Regions from separate parts of the Mus musculus genome. Here region 2 is linked to region 1. A link is a contact called in public Hi-C data. All regions are on one chromosome and are shown on one strand. The core of a region is the stretch at or near the end of the contact, and the rest is flanking DNA. Distances in the headings are between cores, read along the strand shown. Region 1 has its middle 27 kb from the start of Gm23117. Region 2 overlaps Gm33958 (a long non-coding RNA gene).

Region 1 (6,123 bases), core at 2,444-4,943:
TAGGGTCAGATGACTGTACACAAAGAGTTTGAACTCTTGATATCTGTTGGATGGTGGCTTGGAGGTGGACAGATGACAGGGCAGAGAAAGGCTCAGGTTTCAAAGGTTGCAGAAGACAGCTCCATCCCTCATATTGTACACTGCGAACTGGGAGCCACATCTCAGCATCCACCTGGTGCGTCAAGTCTTACTGCCTTGAGAAATCAGTTTTCTCTCTCTCTCTCTCTCTCTCTGTTTATCTCTGATGTTCTTCAGATCATCATACCACGACCCAGCACGGCAGAAGTTCATCAGCTTCATGGAACCATGTCCTTCCCACTCCTCTCTGCCCATACCTCCTAATCCTTTCTGCCTGTGCTGATCATTTTGATGAGCATGGGTGCAGATGGGGACCAGACACTTAGAATGTGGCTGGTCCTCACTTTAGTGTACTATAAATAGAAGACTGACCTTAATACAGATAAAGATGAATATGAATAAAATGTAAAGCATCCCTAATTTCAAATGGTGCTATTTTGGACTCATTAGAATCAGGAGTTGAAGGTCATTCCTAGTTACATATCAAGTTTTGAGATCAGACTGGCATACATGAGACTTTGCCTCCAATTAAAAACAAAATTCATCTCTTTCTACTCTTTAAATGAGGGTATTAGAATATATATATATATATACATACATACATATATGTATGTATATATATGTGCACATATATGTATATAGATGTGCATACATATAATACATATATACATATATATGTGTGTGTATACACACACAAACACACACATTAGAATACATTTCAATTGTGTGAATTCTACTCTGAGCAATGGTTTGTCACTAAGTAAGGTAGGCACTTTTAGGGGCAACTCATACAAACACATCTTCAAAATATTCTTTCCTTTTTAAAAATGGAAATTTCATGACCAAAGCTGAGCATGTCCCAAAATGTTTCAGTCCATCACTTGAACTCTTTGAACACATTGTCCACGATTTCGAACTAAGCGTACTCCTGAATTTGTCAGTCAGGAAAACAACTTTTCCCTGCTCTCATCTCTTAGTGGTGGTTGGGTAGGCTTATCTTCTTCAAGTTGGGAGCCCATTGCACTTAGAAGCCATGTAGTAACCCCCTATTTTCCCACTTTTGGGGTTCCATATCTAGTCTGACAACATACTGTGGCCATCCTCTTTTCCAGAGAGTTCTCTTTGCAATGCATCTCCCAACTCACTGCCACATGGTCCTCTCTCTTCAAGCTCAACTCAGCTACCAGTAAAAGCAACAGAGCAAACCAACAAACCAATGTCAACAGCTGAGAAGCTGAGCTGTAAGGTTCTTAACATCCCCCTCGAGACAAGAAAGAAAACATGTTAACCCTGAATAACCGTACTGTGTGTGGTGGAACACCAAATACTAAGAAGGAAAGACCCAGCCACTTGTCTTCCCAGGCATGGCCCTGAACGTAAACAAATGTCACACTCACAGATGGAATGCCCCTGACGAAAGGAAGGGGAAACCCCTTACCTGCAGGAGGAAGGAAATGGGGTCTCACGCCATCTCACTCACCAATAAATACTCAAATTTTGTCGAAGGTTGGTTTCAGTTCAACCCCAAAGATACAGAGTCCTGACTTCTTTTAAGGAAGTATGTATAACACATATATATTTCTGGCCCTAGACTGAGATTTGGGGGCTCTCAATAGACAAAATACATTTCCAGAAAATCTGCCCTTTTCCCCACCAAAGTGCTCAGAGGACGAAATGTAAAAATGAAAATGGCCATTTAGTAGACTGGAGCTTGAAGACAGGTAGATAAGAAGGCAGATGAGTCATTTCTTATTCCTTTGGTTCATTTGTGCCTGTCCTATATCTCAGACAAAATCAGCTTGAAGCAAGCCTGTAAGAGCTTCCTGGAGACTCTTCAAGGCCAGAGAACCTCCTTTCTGCCGGGAAAGGCGTTGTGTTTTCTGAGGAGACCAACCTGAGGCCTCAGATACCGGTAAACGTGGAAACTTCCCTCTGTCCGTTCAAGGAACTGTCATTGTAGAACTGTTCCCTGTTGGGCCCAGTTGATGATTACAGGATCACATAGTCATTTTAGCTTGTAAAATGACATGGATGTCAGTGTCAAATCCTTTTCTCATGACTGTGTCCTTTTTGGCTGGGTGAATATGCTAATTTGGAGAGTGAAGTGTTGGCCATAGTGGGAGGCCTTTCAAACTGTAAACACCAAGTGTGGTAAATGCCAAACAGAATTGTAGGAAAGAATGATGATGAGTTTTGCTGAGCCCCAGTATGACTTTCTTTTTTTTCTTTTCTTTTCTTTTTTTTTTTTAATTCTTGTTGTCTTTTGTGTGTGTGGTTTTTTTTTTGTTGTTGTTGTTTTGTTTTTTGTTTGTTTTTAAGATTTATTTATTTTTTTAATTGGGTATTTATTTCATTTACATTTCCAATGCTATCCCAAAGGTCCCCCACACGCTCCCCCACCCATTCCCCACCCACCTGCTCCCACTTCTTGGCCCTGGCGTTCCCCTGTACTGAGGCATATAAAGTTTGCATGACTAATGGGCCTCTCTTTCCACTGATGGCCGACTAGGCCATCTTCTGATACATAGGCAGCTACAGACACGAGCTCTGGGGGGTACTGGTTAGTTCATATTGTTGTTCCACCTATAGGGTTGCAGACCCCTTTAGCTCCTTGGATACTTTCTCTAGCTCCTTCATTGGGGGCCCTGTGGTCCATCCAATAGCTGACTGTGAGCATTCACTTCTGTGTTTGCTAGGCCCCGGCATAGTCTCACAAGAGACAGCTCTATCTGGGTCCTTTCAAGTCACACACACACACACACACACACACACACTCACACACATGCACACACACATGAATAGTGGTGTGGAAGTGTACAGAGTCCGGTTTGGCAGGACATGCATACATGGGGTGCAGGAAGGATGTCCAAGGCTAAACCTTGGTGCTTTCAGTATATCACAGAGACATGGATTTTCCTTGCTTTCTTTTTTTTAGGACCAGCTGGCAGGGCAATCTTCTTTCTCCTCAGTGCTGGCTTGTGGATTACTGTCCATCTGTCACAGCAAGGAAGAAGAGGAGAGCATCCCACAAGAGCCCTGGGTGCTTGGCCCCACTCCCTGTGAACAAAATGAGATCTGTAGCTTTTGGCAGCAGGGGTAAATCAGTCTGCAGCCCTGTGTCACCCTTAGTCCTTCTCGCCTTCCTTGACAAAGACAAGCCATACCTATCCACACAGATCCCTCTAGACATGGCTGTAAACCCTTCAGAATAATGTGAATGTGTGTCCCATGACACTGTATGTACACTGACTGGATCCTACTGATGTAAGTATCTGGTAGATGTAGACTGTACTAGAACACACTGGGCCAGGAGATCACACATGCTTAAGGAGAAGAAATTATGCTTCTTCACAATGCTTCTCTGTGTAGGTACCGTGGAAACTACCTCAAAGACGACATTACTTCATGCACGAATAACAAACATATCCCCGTTTTACCCAATAGGGAACTAAGGCTCAGACAGGCTATGAACAAGGATGAACTAAGTTATGACAATTTCAAGATCTCCATGGCATAAGACAACAAACGCTATATTTTTCCCAGCCTTCAGGCCTGTGTGGCTCTCCAGGACAGCTGTCCTCTGTGTGGTGACTCAGGGACTCAGCTGCTTCTGTACTGTTGGATCTGTCATCTCAACGTGAAGCTTATGAATTTGCCCCAGCAGGGGAAGTGCGAGACCGGAGACTCTCACAGGGGATTTTCACTGCTTCAAGCCAGGAAGTGATACACGGTACTTGGAGGCAGGAAGATCCTGATTAAATGCTGAGAGACTCGGCCTTCCCAGAAGCACATACCACTGAGTCCTGTGATGTCCTCTAGAGAGAAGGAAAGTAACATTCACCGCCCTTCATCAGGGTCATCGTTGCACGCTGTTCTGCAGTCTGAATAATTCTCCTCTGTCACGCAGACTGGCTCCCTTCATACTGAGTGGTCCATCTGTTGAAGGCAAGGGTGCTGACAGTGTCCAGGACGGTGTTCAGTGCCATTGTTATTGATTTAGCATCTGAAACACCTTTGCTGGGTTCTTTCTTCTGGTCCCCCCTTCTTCTTCCATCCTCTCCCGTCCTCCCTCTTCCCTCTTCCACCCATCCCTCTCTTCTTTCTCAGACTTCCCAGGGAGGGATCTAGTTGGCTCAGTTTAGGATTCCTGTTCTCTCTAGAGGAATCAGCTCTGCATGGAAGAGAGAGGAGGAAGGACACCTTACAAGGACATGGGAACGAGGAAAGAAGGATGAACTCCAGGGCAAAAGTCATCGGAGATAGTGAGTGGCAGAATGAAGATGTGGACCTAAGTCTGGCGCCAAGGTTTTTTTTTCCTATTTATTATGCAAATAGCCTCCTAAAATAAGACTGGGTCCTATCTATAGGAGCAACAAATTCTGTAGTAAGCTATGAATTTTAGCTAAGACTGTGAAAAGTTATTTAATTTCATTAGCTGATAGGGAAATGAGGGGCTGGTCACCAGAAATACAATGAAAAACCAAGATGTAGACGATGATGTGGAGAAGCAAGGACCCTGGCCTTCTAAAAATCATCGCAGAGAACTCTTTGACAGAATTTAAACATTTCGGTTGCATGTGCCCCTTGTCAATGACTTAGCATCCCACTACCAGAGAAGAAAAAGGAGTGTGTGACCATAAAGAGACTTAGAAAAGCATCCTGCCTTCACGAGTAATCGCCAAAAATCAGAGCACTCACATACTCATCAACAGGGTGAACAAGTTGGGTTAACACTCACCCACAAAAAGAATGGTATTCGTGATATCTGCAACAAAGGAGAAGAAGCTCAAAAATATGCTAGGCCCAGAAGTGAGAAACATGCAGAGATTCTACAGCTCTAACTGTGATAGGCCCAAAAGTGAGACACATGTACGGACTCTACAGCTCTAACTTTGAAAGACCTGTGCTAGGCATACTGATCTCCAGTGCTAGAATGGTGGGTATCTGTGGGGTAAGAATTGAGTAGAAAGGAGGAAAAAGGAAAATTCTGGAATAATGGTAGTAGGTTGGTAAATTAAGTGTGGTGGTTATACAGGTGACATTTGGGCCAAACATATTGACTTGTATACTTACAGTATGTAGCTCACACTCTATAAAACCTGTACCTAGGAATGATAGCTATAGATCCCAACCAATTGCTTTCTCATCCTTGTTTAAGTCCTTTATACACTGGATCATTATTGCCAGGGACAGTAGTCATTTGGCTTGAAGAAACCCTTAAGAACTGTTGTGGGCTACACATAAATGGGTGTGTCTCCCTGTGTGGATGAGTGGCTTGTCTAAAGCAGAGTCTTTCATTCTGGAAGTGCCTGTGACTCACAGGAGGAGACCATGAGCTGATAGTCACATTCTCATCAGAGCAGAAGGCAGAGCTAGACAAGGGCTGGGATTTAGGCGGGTGTGGGTTTGAGTCCTGCCTCAGCATTACCCATCTACTAGACATTGAACAAACTGCACAGCTTCCTATCACCTCACCTGTAGGTGAGAACTACACAATACTCATAGATTCTACAGGGGATCAGAAGAGGACATGCATGCAGACTTTGACATTAAAGATAAACTGAGGATCTCTATCGTATTCTACATGGTTTGGGAATTTGACTCAGACGTCCGATAGAAAGTTCCCCAAACATTTCCCCTAAATACCTTTGTCCCACTAATTGGACAAGGAAGTATGGGATACAGAAGGAGGACTTGGTCCCTGGGTTTACATCTTTTACACTGCCCACAAGATGACTGTTTCCTCCCACCCCAACATCATCTCCTGGTCCCACCTGTCTCCTCAGATCTCTGAGAAGCTCTCAGTGGCCAGTTTCAAATGATCAAGATGGAATCACTCTACTTACATCCTCAGGATCTGGGTTAGCTCAAGATAGCTTAAGACCTCAAGTGGAAATGCATGGAGAGTGAGAACTCAGGCCAGGGCAGACACACCCGTCTAGTTCACTTGGGTATTAGGTGTGGGGTCTGTGCCAATCTGATACTCAAAGTGCAGAGTCAATATGGGAAATTCTTATAAAGGAGATAAGTCCCAGAAGAGCCCAG
Region 2 (6,123 bases), core at 1,642-4,141, 480 kb after region 1:
CCACACTGTTCTAGGCTTTCCAGTCATCAGTAATCATTCAAGAATCACTATCAGGACCAATCTGATGGAGGCAACTCCTCAACTGAGGTGTGTCAAGTGTACAACCCAGACTATCACACTCAGTTAACCCTGAAACACACTCCTAGACATCCCCAGAGGTGATATAAAATAAAGTCAGTGATGGCAATTAATCACTCCTCTACCGTGAGACTTATCAAGTCACTAGGGCTTGGGGTTGGTTGTGTTACCACTACCACAGCCAAGCAAAAGTTTTTAACCTTGATCCTTCTGATTCAGAGCGTCTGGATTAAAGGATTGTGCTACCATGCCTGGTTAAGGAACTGTCATCTATTGGGGGAAAGTTGACAAATTGGGTTGGCACTATCACTTTATTAGAGAAACAGCAAGTGGTTTGCATTCCACAAAAGACTATACATGCATCCATTCCACTGCTAATGTATATCTGTGCGGCTCAAGGTAAGGATCTCAAGGCCTTACCAGCATGAACAACCTATATGTCTTCATCAAGACCTTGTTTTAAACTGCACACAAAAAGCAATCACGTTTGTAAAGTATGTGTGTGTGTGTGTGTGTGTGTGTGTGTGTGTGTATGTGTGTGTGTGTGTGTGTGTTAGTCTTGCTTCAGTGTAAGGATAGCTTGCTTTGTGTATCATTTACAGCTCAGGAAGTAACTAAAAAGTAGTAACCCTGTCTTGGTTACTTTTAAATGCTGGGATAAATGCCATAACCAGAACGACATATAGACAAAAAGTGCTCATTTTTGGTGTATGCTTCCAGGCTGATCAGAATCCATCCTGAGCAAACAGCCAGAGCAGGAAGTTGACAGCATCTCCATAGATACGCAGGAAGCAGAGAGAACAAATGGAAGTGAGGTGAGGCTACGAACTCTCAAAGTCTGCTCCCTTTGACAAACTTCTGCCAGTAAGGCTCCCTCCCCAGAGTACTACCAACCAGGAATCAAGGGTTTAAAATCCTGGGCTTATGAGGGGCATATCTCATTCAAATGACCACAAAAGCCAATTTTTTTGTTACCCCTGGAAGCATGAAACATCCTAAGAGCCCTTGTCCACTCTGAAAAGTCACAAGCTCAGACAACTGGCCTTAAGGCATCAACGCAACCTTGTTTCCCCCAATGTTATAAAAATTTATATTACCGTCCAATCATTTTTTCCTATTGCAATACTGGCATACACTTGGAGAAACTCGGCAATCTGGTTTCCATCATGACCTCAGCCAGAGGACTCAATAAACTTGACTCAAGTTCTCTGTTTACCTCATTCGCTTGTCGTCCCCTTCATTGAAATTCCACTTGGTTCAATGACCTCTCGGTTTTTTCCCTACTTTGCCTGCTGGTATTGTCCATCCATCAAGGTCCATGACCCTCCACTAGGGGCAGTTCATTTCCACAGTCCCTTTTGGGATTCACAGTTCACATTTGCATATAAAAAGGCAGTCACCAGCCTGACCAAAAAATAGCTTCCATTGTCTGCTCTTCAAATGAGTCTAAATAGAATCTTAGACATTTGGAGCTGAAAGAGCCCTGAGAGATCACCCAGCCATTCTTCTAACTTTATAAATAAAAGAGCAGATCTATGGGATTCTGTGACTTGACAGGGAAAATAACACAACCAGGTTTTCTGAGTCCAGTCCACAGCCAGAGGAGGTGGTTGGAGCATCCTTCAAGCTCAAGGTATGTGAGATGAAGCCACAGTAGACAATAAATGCGATGATGTCTCAAGGAGTGAGATCAGAGATCCCTCTCAGAGATGCTGTCTTGGTGGGGACGGACTCAGAAGTGAGAAAGATTTTAAGGAAGTGGCATCAGGAGAGACCTCTCCATTCACTGGGCAGGAGGAGGCTTAGGAGGCCAACCTAATTCCCATTCTTCCTTTAAACAGCTGAAAGCTCCTAACAGCCCTGCACCCCATCGGGCAAATGACAGACAGAACAATTGTCTTGTGGTCCCCTTAGAGCACACTTTGAGATTCCGTGATTCAAGTCTTTTCTTTTAAATTATTCTGCCTTCATCTTTAGCATCTCTTCTCTTGGGAGTTTATTGTTTGCGACAACCTATGTAGCCTCAAATTCAAGATCCTCCTGCCTCAGCTCTCCAAATACTGGGATCTAAGGTATAAAGCACCTACCCTGCCACCTTCTCTCTGATTTTAAACACACGAACCACCAACTCTTGCTCAGGAACCCTTTATTCCACGAGCATTCAGGTCTTGTCTGGAAGGGTGGGGGGATTTTTCTTTTGTTTTGTTTTGTCCTGAGTGTTAAGTCTCCTCAAGATTCTTAAATATAAACATCATTTTAAAGTATTAATAAGCTAGAGAAGGCCTCATGGTATAACCTAGTAATCTCTGCTACTTGAGAGGCTGAGGCAAAAGGACTGGAAATTCAAGGCCTACCTGAGCTCTGAAGCATGGTCAAGAACAGCTCAGGTAACTTAGTGAGACCTTAAAGAAAAAGTATTTACACACACACACACACATCACACACATCACACACACACACACACACACACACACACATCACACACATCACACATACATACATGAATGTAAGTTAGCAATAGAGTACTTGTTTACCATAAGTGGGTTCAAACCTCAACACACACAAACACACACACACACACACACACACACACACACACACACGATAAAAGAAAACCAACCCAAGTGTTCATGGACACTGCTCTGGTCTTAAACCAATATCAAATCCCACTCCCCTCCTGGAATCCCTGAAAGCATATAGCTTTTTATTTGCTAAGTTCTATCATGTGTTCTATTTCTGTAGCAAGACCTAGGACTCTCAGCAATTGCAAGTTCCTGGGACAGCACCGTGACTCCATCTGGTTGTCTCTGCCACAGCATGCAGCAGTACCAAATCACAGCGGCCTCCCCTTAAAGGGACAGCAGGCTCTCCTGCTTCAAGTCTGTGAGATTGCTTTAAAACACCAGTGTTCAACTGTTGCATGTATTTAAAGAACGTCCGTGGCCCCCAGAACCTCTGGGCGCGAGTACAAAATACTGTTCCGAGGGGAGCCCGCAGCAGCTCTCAGTGTTCTACTTGCTGTTCATTATCACGCTTTAACCAGCGAGACAGAGAGCGTCAACAAGGACCAACTATAAGAAACATATGATCCTTGTTCACACTTACATAAAATAGTGACAGTGCTGTTAGTAATTAGTCACCAGATCCTCTCTGCTTTGTTCTTTGGCATTAGTAATACGCCACATGAAGTTTTACACCAAATTAACATGACTCCCATTTGACTGTTTCGGAACACTTTGAAAATGTGCTGACTCCCTTTCTACAGGAAGAGATGCGTCTGGCTGAAGATGGGCTCTTGGATTGCTTGCTTCCGGCCTCGAGAACAGAGAGATCCCTTTCAGCCTGGCCCATAAAGATCCAGAGCCATACTGTCCTGGCTTGATGGCCTTTGGTGAAGGAGCTTGTCTAACACTGATAGCAGAAGCTATGTTGCTCTGCCTGGGGAACATAGTGAGATGGCTCAGCGGGTGAAGGCTGCCCACCGAGCCTGAATCCTGAGTTTGATATCAAGAATCCATGTGACTAGAGAGGAGAACTGACTCCCAAACCTTGTCTTCTGACCTCCACATGTGTTCTGTGAAATGGGTGTACTCAGGCAGGGACTCACACACCTAATGCTAAATAAATGGTATTTTTAAACTTTATTAACATTAATCCATCAAATAGTCATCTTAACAGATAAAAGAGATGAAGATAAATTCAGGCTATCGAAAGGACAGTTGCATCACTGGGACTCAGTTCTGCTCCATGGTCAGCTTGAGGACAGAAACATGAACCAGCATGCGTGGGATTAATGTTAAGCTGCTTTGTCATCAATGCTAAATCTGTTGATTCAGGTTTTGATTTCCTGTCTGTACAAAGCCATGTGTGGTAGCACAGGCCCGTTACACCAGTACTTGAAAGAATGAGTGGGAAGATTACACAGTTGAGGACCAACCTGAGATGCATGGTGAGTTAGAAGAGCTTGGACCACATAACTGGAAAAGAGAAAAGAAGGAAGGAAAGAAGGAAGGGAAGAAGGAAGGAAGAAAGGGAAAGGATGGTTATCCATTGACATCCAAACTCCTTATGACAGTGAATAGAATGGTAAATATATAGATAACTTCCATTTTAAAGAAAGAAAAATACTTTGGAGATTTGTGAGGATTCAACAGGATCCCAAACTTAGCTTCACATTCTGTTGCCAGAGAGTTGGTTTTTACATTAAGTAAAGGGGAAAACTGTCGCAGGATTTTCCCTGTCCAATTACATTAGTGCAGGGCAGGTCTGTGATTGGACAGGGAAAAGGGAGGCAGAGTTAAGAGTTGCTCAGACAGGGAGTGACTCAGGGTAGGAGAAGAAGGAAGATGGCTGCGGACATGAACCCACATGGTGTTTGCTAGCCACAAGTAGCTATGATTTCACAAGGCTAGAAATATTGGGATAAAGCTTTTATCATTATCAATTGGCTCTGAAATTATTTTATTGGCTTCTTGTAAATTGTGATTTTATTGATACTTAAATCTGATTGGTTAATTATGCTTTAAGAGTCTTGATTTTATCTGGTTACTGGGTATTGTGACATGCAACTATGAGGTTGGCGGTTCCAGTTAGCTACTGGAGTGTGGGATTGCTGACTACATGGGTTTCTGGCTGAGGAAGAACCAGGAGCTCCCTGGACAAGCAAGCATGGTCCAGCCCCTCAGAGAGATGGCAGGCTTGTTTTTAATATTTCCCACAACCGAAAATGGATTGTAGTGACACATGCTTCTAATCTCAACACTCAGGAGGATTGAGAGTTAAAAGCCAGCCTAGGCTACATAGTATGATCTTGTAAAACAAAGCCACAAAACCCCATTCACCCAAGTTTAATTCACTTTATCTTACAAATGGCCCAGTAGACAAAAATGTATATAATTTTTATGGATTTTTCTTGTTTCCTCATGATGTAATAACTAGAAATTTGGATCCAAGGCTTCTCATAGCCTATGTCTGCAGACTTTGGCCTTAGTTTTCAGATTCATCTGAAACTCCCAGATCTTTAACTATCAGTTTCAAACTGAAACAAGCACATCAGTTAGCTCTCTGCTGAGACAGGCTACATTGCTCTCTAAAGTTTTGTCATATGATCAAATATCTTTGATACTGTAAGTGTAAATCCTAGGATTATATTTAACCCTCTTCTTTCCTGTATTCCAATTTAATCAAATGATAAGCTACTATTGAAAATGGAAATTCTCGGGCTGGTGAGGTGGCTCAGTGGGTTAGAGCACCCGACTGCTCTTCCGAAGGTCCAGAGTTCAAATCCCAGCAACCACATGGTGGCTCACAACCATCCGTAAGGAGATCTGACTCCCTCTTCTGGAGTGTCTGAAGACAGCTACAATGTACTTACATATAATAAATAAATAAATAAATAAATCTTGAAAAAAAAAAAAAAAAGAAAAGAAAATGGAAATTCTCAGGCTGGAGAGATGGCTCAGGGATTAAGAGCACTGACTGCTTTTCCAGAGGTCCTGAGTTCAAATCCCAGCAACTACATGGTGACTCACAACTATCTGTAATGGGATCTGATGCCTTCTTCTGGTGTGTCTGAAGACAGCTACAGCGTACTCATAAAATAAATAAAAAGAAAGAAAGAAAGAAAGAAAGAAAGAAAGAAAGAAAGAAAGAAAGAAAGAAAGAAAGAAAGAAAGAAAAGAAGGAAGGAAAGAAATTCTACTGATCCACCACATAAAATCAAGTTTTTGAGGATTTTCTCCTCCTAAAGAGAAATTCCACTATTTCTATCACTATCTTTACCAAGTTTTTCTCTAGCTACATGAAGACAATGTTACCTTAAAAGAGCTCCTCTGTTAACTTGGGAAAGGCTTGAGGTGGAGTTGCATTAGAAAACATAAAAGAAATTTAAATTCGTGATCTATATTCTCAATGCCATAGTCAAATAAACTGAATGAACCATCTGAGATATTATAAGAATGTAATCATGCATTTAGTTGAGAGATAGTCCTTAAATCTTTGTTGAAATAATGTATTCTAGATTCTAATAAGCTTTTACAGGATTGG

The links. A called contact is a pair of places that touch in the nucleus more often than the background predicts.
Region 2: a contact with region 1 is called in a Hi-C map of muscle stem cells, with 1.7 times the contacts expected there. The contact joins two enhancer-like sites. A contact is called at or near these places in 2 of 484 Hi-C or Micro-C datasets (brain and muscle stem cells), 3 of 115 datasets of contacts at active chromatin or transcription factors (astrocytes, embryonic basal ganglia and embryonic stem cells) and 1 of 9 other capture datasets (embryonic stem cells).

Annotation. Positions count from the first base shown.
Region 1 is chr13:43,897,223-43,903,345 of GRCm38.p6, forward strand. No RefSeq gene overlaps it. Among named protein-coding and RNA genes, the nearest start is that of Gm23117, 27 kb to the left of the region's middle. Within about 2 kb of position 3,694, at least 38 of the 459 cell types and tissues checked have an H3K27ac peak or open chromatin away from gene starts, as enhancers often do. A contact at or near this core is called in muscle stem cells, where this site is marked.
Region 2 is chr13:44,380,575-44,386,697 of GRCm38.p6, forward strand. All of the region lies in intron 2 of Gm33958 (a long non-coding RNA gene), which reads right to left. Among named protein-coding and RNA genes, the nearest start is that of Gm33958, 17 kb to the right of the region's middle. Within about 2 kb of position 2,892, at least 9 of the 459 cell types and tissues checked have an H3K27ac peak or open chromatin away from gene starts, as enhancers often do. A contact at or near this core is called in muscle stem cells, where this site is marked.